2 separate regions of the Hordeum vulgare genome follow, and region 2 is linked to region 1. A link is a contact called in public Hi-C data. All regions are on one chromosome and are shown on one strand. Each heading gives the region's core, a stretch centred on a gene start, on an enhancer-like site or on the middle of the called end of the contact. The rest is flanking DNA. Distances are from core to core; before and after follow the strand shown. Region 1 holds the start of LOC123443675 (protein HASTY 1). Region 2 overlaps LOC123443675 (protein HASTY 1).

Evidence for each region. A called contact is a pair of places that touch in the nucleus more often than the background predicts.
Region 2: a contact with region 1 is called in a Hi-C map of leaf, with 1.7 times the contacts expected there. The contact joins the enhancer-like site here to the promoter of LOC123443675 in region 1. A contact is called at or near these places in 4 of 6 Hi-C or Micro-C datasets (leaf and seedling).

The regions. Positions count from the first base shown.
Region 1 is chr3H:292,279,675-292,283,005 of MorexV3_pseudomolecules_assembly, forward strand. It overlaps LOC123443675 (protein HASTY 1), which reads left to right and starts at 1,463. Exons shown (of 22, transcript XM_045120171.1): 1 at 1,463-1,762; 2 at 2,017-2,118. The coding sequence starts at 1,655.
Region 2 is chr3H:292,314,842-292,318,101 of MorexV3_pseudomolecules_assembly, forward strand. It overlaps LOC123443675 (protein HASTY 1), which reads left to right. Exons shown (of 22, transcript XM_045120171.1): 19 at 15-515; 20 at 625-919. Among protein-coding and RNA genes, the nearest start is that of LOC123443675, 35 kb to the left of the region's middle. Within about 2 kb of position 1,435, at least 1 of the 3 cell types and tissues checked has open chromatin away from gene starts, as enhancers often do. A contact at or near this core is called in leaf, where this site is marked.

The DNA of each region.
Region 1 (3,331 bases), core at 213-2,712:
CTGGTCTAAGGTTTAGATAATCCAAGTACAACTATCCAAGGACAACTACAAATTGGAGAATGTTAATTCAGAATAAAACAGAACATCTCTACATTTTCCTTCCTTTTATTTGATGACAAAACATCATTATCAAATTGCACAGAACTTCTCTACATTTTCCTTCCTAAGAGTCCAACTAAATTGCTGTGTTGCAGCTTGGCTATTAACAACAACATCTTGTCCATGGGACTAAATTTGCATCACTAGTTGCTTGGCTATTAACATCAACATAATTGAGAAAGCATGTGTCGACATGTAAATATATAGCATCTTCTCTGACTAAAAGAAAGAGGGTGACCCTGGCAACACAAGTCTCAACTTGGCTTTGGTTTTTATTCGATGTATGTATTTGGAGAAATCATCACCTACAAACACAAGTACTAGAGCCACCTTGCACCCACTCTACAATAATCAAAGAAAGAGGGTGACCCTGGCAGTACAGACTCGAGTCATTTTGCACTGTAATGCATGTGAACTTGTCCTCCTCCTTCAACTCCAACATTTTAAAAAAAGCTGTTGTTGGTATTTCCATGGCTAACAAGTGGAGGATCTTGTAACCCATGCTTCGGTATGTACACCCAGCTTAAACTTCGACGCGTTCAAAATGAACCTGCTTCAGCTTTCACACACATTTCAGGGATCCTGCTCCAGCTTCCCAAGAGCCACACGAACGTGCTTCAGCTTCCAACAAAAAGGGATAAAAACCGCTGCAGATTAACTGTTCTCAACCCTGAATTACTCAGTCATATCATGGGTTCCAACGTTCAAAGCTTCACCTGAATTACAAATTCAATCCCTTTCGAGGTTCATACTACCATGCCTACAATAGCAAGAATGCTAGCATGCCAACGAGTGAAACCCTAGAAAAGGGGGAGGAGAGGGGAGGGATGAGATGGAACCAATCCTTACCGGCGAAGATGCCAGGTTACCGGAGCAATGAGTTCTGGCGTCGGAGGCGGCAGGGGCTGAGGAGGCAGGACCGACGGACAGGGTTGAGGAGGCCTGGACGAAGCCGACGAACGACGGACGGAGGGTGGAGGGCGGACGACGGAGAACGGAGGGCGGACGACGGAGAGGGGCGAAGGGGCAACGGTGGAGAGGAGCGAAGGGGCGACGACGGAGGGGGCAGGCGGCGCCGTCACGGAGGGAGGAAATTCGCGAGCTGCCCTTCGCGTCTGCTCTTACACGGGTATTGAGGATTTCAGACTTGTAAATTTAGGGATAGGCCGGTCTAATACCAGTAACAAACGGGCTATGAAGAATTTCAGAGATTTTTTTACCGAGCATGTAAAATACTCTAGATAAGGTGCAAATACCTGGGTAGCAAACGAGGCCTAAACGAGAGAACACGCACCGGCCAGAAGACACGCATCCAGCGAACGACGCATCCGAGGCAAACGCGCCACACGACCGCCGCGACCCTCGAGTGCTGCTGTCCTGCTGCGCACACACACATAAAACCCCACGCAACGCATCGCGACGAACACCGAAAACCCTAGCCTCCCCCCTCTCCCCGCGCCGTGGCGTTGCCCTACCACTCCCCGGCTCCGCACGGTAATGCCATCGACCTCCCGCTAGTCCCCCCTCCATTCCAGAAGGAATACCTCATCCAGAGATGGCCGCGGACTCTGCCGCGGCCTGCGTGGCGACGGCGATCTCCGCTGTGATGGACTGGCGATCCTCTCCCGACGCCCGTAACGCCGCCTTCGCCTATCTCGAATCGGTCCGTGCTTAGCCCCGTCCTCCTCCTAATCCCTGTTTCGCGCACATGTCTGCTTGTTGTTGCTTCCGTGTCTGTGGTGACGTTGGTGGTGCTGCCAATGCACATTTCTTCTGTTATTACTAAGGAAAAAACTTTTAGTACCCTTTCTAATCTTCCGTAATACCAAGAAAAAACTTGGTACTGTAGTGCTCCATTGCTAAAAATGTAATGCTGTTCGGGGCCAATGGCATGACAATGAGACCTGCCAATTGCAGGTAAAAAGTGGAGATGTCCGAGCGTTGGCGGGCACATCTTTTCTATTGGTTCGGAAGCATCAGGCTTCAGAGATCCGGCTGCATGGGTTTAAAATGTTGCAGGTGAACTCTGCATCATATAAATCGCGATCTTAGTGATTGATCTTGTCCTGACTGCTTTAGAAACCCAAACTATTCGACCATTTTTTTTTTGCTTCCATGCACTGTTCATCAGTCAGCATGCACTTTTACGTAACGGGGGCAATTGCATTCCTATTGCAGAAGTTAGAAATAGTGTATATGCAGACTTGGAAAACACACATTAATATACCATAGAAACATGTTAATCTATTAAAAAGTTGTAAACCCTTTCTATCTATATTATTCTTGCGTATGTGAGTAGATTTGTTGCAAGTGATTGATGTAGTAGGTGTAAGAGGAATAGTGTGATGCAGATTTGGCTAAGTGACTAGTGATCTCATATAATGCCGACAAGGCAAAATAGGAAAATATCTGCAGAGTATGTCATGAAATCGAAGAACTATCTTGAAAATATAGAATAATGGAATACCATTCTTGGGTACAAGAAGTTGTGCGTAAACTATTTAAATGCAGGACTATTGTAAGTTGTAAATGTGAATTCGTGCAGCTTTTACTACCCTCTGATGTTTTCTGATGGTGGTGCTGTAAACACCTGGTTCGGTAAATATTTACTTGGTAACAGTTTTTAGTGGCAAATATTCAAATGTTTGCACAATGAGCCAATAAGGTATGACTAAATTTGTGGATTTATCACTGTAATGCAATAATCTGGAAATGGTGTTGCTTTGAGTGTGTTCTGTTCTGATAGTCAAAATAACCAAGTGGAAAAAGCAATGTAGCATTTGACGTTTTAAGAATCGGTGTTCTGTTAGTGTGTATGCTGCCTTAGAAGCTGTGTATTGATTTGAGACATCAGAATTTCTTTGATTATAATCAAGGAAAGAACTTGACTCAATAGTTTACTTCCAGATATTATTTTATATTTCTGTGCTTGCTGGCATGCATCGTAACCAATGTTCAGGATATCGGTAACTGGTACCATACCGGTCGGGTGCTGAGTAGGGATTAATCGGTGAATCGGCCATTTAACTTAATTTATTGGTAACCCATTTATCGGGAGGTTAACTAGGGCCATATCTATATGCCCTAGTCTATATAGCAATATGCTGCATACTAAGTGTCTAGATATGCAATCCTAGGCTACATAGCAACAAGGAAAATTGTTGCCTTGATGTTCTGATGATGTTGTAGCTGATCTGGAAGGCAATAAACCTGCACATTGAAAAGCAGGGAG
Region 2 (3,260 bases), core at 185-2,684, 35 kb after region 1:
ATACCATACTACAGGTACAATCTTATAGGATTAGCAGCTACTCTTGGTGAAGCATTTTTCCGATGCATAGATGGTTCCTCTGTCATCCTTGCTCTTATGGAGAATGTGCAAGTTATGGAGTTTCGTCATTTGCGCCAACTCATGCACCTTGCTGTTGTTCCTTTGGTTAAATATTGCCCTGCTGAACTATGGCAGATATGGACAGTGAACCTTCTGCAACCAATATTCGTTCACTGTCAGCAAGCTCTTGATTATTCATGGTCAAGTCTTCTACGTGAGGGCCGAGCTAAGGTTCCTGATAACTTCGGTAATCTTTCTGGGTCAGAACTTAAGGTTGAGGTGATGGAAGAGAAGCTGTTACGGGACTTGACTCGTGAAATTTGTTCTGTGCTTTGGGTGTTAGCATTACCTGGTTTGAATAGTGGACTTCCATCTTTGGAACAACTTGGACCTGTCAACCGGATTGATTTTTCTCTTAAAAGTCTGGAGTCATTTGCTTCCAGCTCTCTTACTGGGTACTGGAAAATTTTCCTGCCTCATATATGTGTTTACCTTAGTTCTTAAATTTCATCGAGTAACATCTCAACAAATGAACAAAGACTGACTGGTACTAATCATTCACAGATTTCTTATGCTTAATGCTGGCACTGCCCTGCCTGCTTTGAGAATAACTGTTGAAGTGTTCAGTTGGCCAGATAGTGAAGCAGTGACTAAAGTAATACCCTTTTGTGGTGCATTGATTCACCTTGCTGTTGCAACAAACCGGGCTGAGCTGAGGCAGTTTGTTGGAAAGGATCTATTTTCTTCTATAATACAGGGCTTATCTGTTGAATTGAATGCCGTTGTGAGTGCAGAGCTTATTGGACTTTGTCGAGAAATATATCTTTATCTATCAGACAAAGATCCTGCACCTAAACAGGTATTTTTTCTGAGATCATGACAGAGTATTTACTTGATGAAAATATGTTATTTGAGAATCATATCTTAGATAACTGTCCCTACCTCTCCAAGAGGTATTTAGACCCTGGAAGTGATTCTTATGCTATACATAACAGAGTGCTACCAAAGCTATAGCTAATTACGTGGTGTAAATAACCATGGTATATACTCCCTCCGTCCCAAAATTCTTGTCTTAGATTTGTCTAGAAATGAAAGTATCTAAATACTAAAATGTGACTAGATACATTCATATCTAGATAAATCTAAGACAACAATTTTGGGACGGAGGGAGTATAACTGTTGCTCTTATTTTGGATGACTTTGCTATTTAAATCTGATGCACCAACCAGTATAACCAAAAGATCGAACGGACGGGGAAGGTTGGGCAATCCACAAATAATTTAACACTCCCCCCACGTGTGACTCGATAAGGCCTAAACGTGGGCATAAAGAGGACTTTTTTAATTTATTTTAATTGCGAAAGCGGAGATTTGAATTGGGCTGTTGCAGTTATGGGTTGACTGTCTAATTGTCCAGGCTGTAATGATAGTATCTTGTATCTGTACCGGTGACTCACATTGTCTGCGCCCAGTAAAGTATGCTTGCTCTAATGACTTGTCCTTTCTCCCGTTAAAAGGTGGGCACCTTTCCCTAAATCTTCTCCCATGCATGCTGTTCTCCGGTTCTTCGTATTCCATCTTTTCCAGATCTATCTTAACCGAAGAAATAGAAACTTGAGAAGGAATACTGCTAAAAACCTACTTCTCTGTCAAATAAAACCTAGTTCACTCGCTAAAGCATCCATGGCTGAATGGTGAAATTGCCCACCAACTTGGAAAGGCAAAATTCTTCAAAAAGTTGCATGCATGGCTGAAAGTGAAAGCGTCGGCCAGCCTATAGTTCACTCGGTAAAGCATCCATGGTTGAATGGTGAAAGTGCCCACCAACCTAGTTCACTTGCTAAAGCATCCTTGGCTGAATGCTGAAAGTGCCCACCGACCTAGTTCACTCGATAAAGCATACACAATTGTTGCCCCGTATCAATCAGGGTGGTATCTGGTGGAAAATTACCACTGACCAACTATCCTTCAGCTGACCCGGTAGACGTCCTCCCGGTAATGCCAAGAGCTGTTGTTAGTAAGAGGTCCTTTTTTCCTTTTCTATAGAAGTTTTTTATGCTGCGCAGGTTTGACCCTATCCAAGATGCAAATTCTTGTATGTAGTTGCCAGTAAAAACTTAAGCTTGTTATTACGAGTAGTTCTTACGAAGAATCAGACTAATGACGTATACAATGCTGGAGTTATCGATGTTGAGTATATAAAGCAGATTGAGTAGTGAAGTCTTATGCTATGAATGCATAAGGAGGTCAAGAGTTCATATGTTGAGCTACTAAGTAAGCTGCTGCCTTTTATAGTAATGCGGAGTGATATAATCAATTAAATTCGATTGGTACCTCGAACTCCATTGGCTCCTTATCTCAACCCGGGATAAGAAGATAGATTGTACATTTCCTTGTTTAAACATGAGTTCAAACTCATTTCGCGTGCATCCAGCAGGAATTGAAGCCGCAAATTTACCACCAAGCAAAGCCAATGGTTTCTTGGTCATGACCAGCTAAAACGAAAGTGACATTAAAGAGTGTTTCCAAATCGAAAGTCCTTTATTTATATACAACACACACATATTCCTCTCTACGTGGGTAATGCTTGTTACAATAGAGAGAAAAAACCCTCCTCAAATCGTGAAAACTCACACTCACACTCTGACCTCCATCTTGATGTTGTTGTTGTTGGTGTTTGAATGTGGCTCGCGTTCATGGCGGTGCGTGGCTGTTCCTTGTGGGGCTCACTCATGCACCAAGCTAATAGGAGGTAGGGCTATGATGTGTTTGGATGTCGTAGGTTGTGGGGTGGTTGGCTGGTTGGTGCTGTAGGCGACAGAGTCGCTCGGCTTGCTCCATATATGGAGGTGGTGTAGGCTTTGTATGGGAAGTGGCTCGCGTGGTAGAGGGTGTCGTTGGTGCTTGGTTTGGTTGTGGTGTCCTGATCCGACAGGGTGGCCTGTCACGATGTGAGGTGTTGTGTTGGGGGTACGTGGCATTGACTCTGGCTGGTGACGTTGGAGGCTTGCCAATAGCGTCTTCACGTCGATCATAGTGGTTCTACTATCGCAAGGGCCGATCACTAGTAAACGAGTTTATTCGAGTCCCCTAGTGGAGATTCTTGAAGGCGATCGTCGGCTTTCATCAATGGGAGTTCAAAACCTTGCTTGTAGACCCGTGAAAGCTGGCCGTGCAAGGTATCATGGCTTGGGTAGTGGC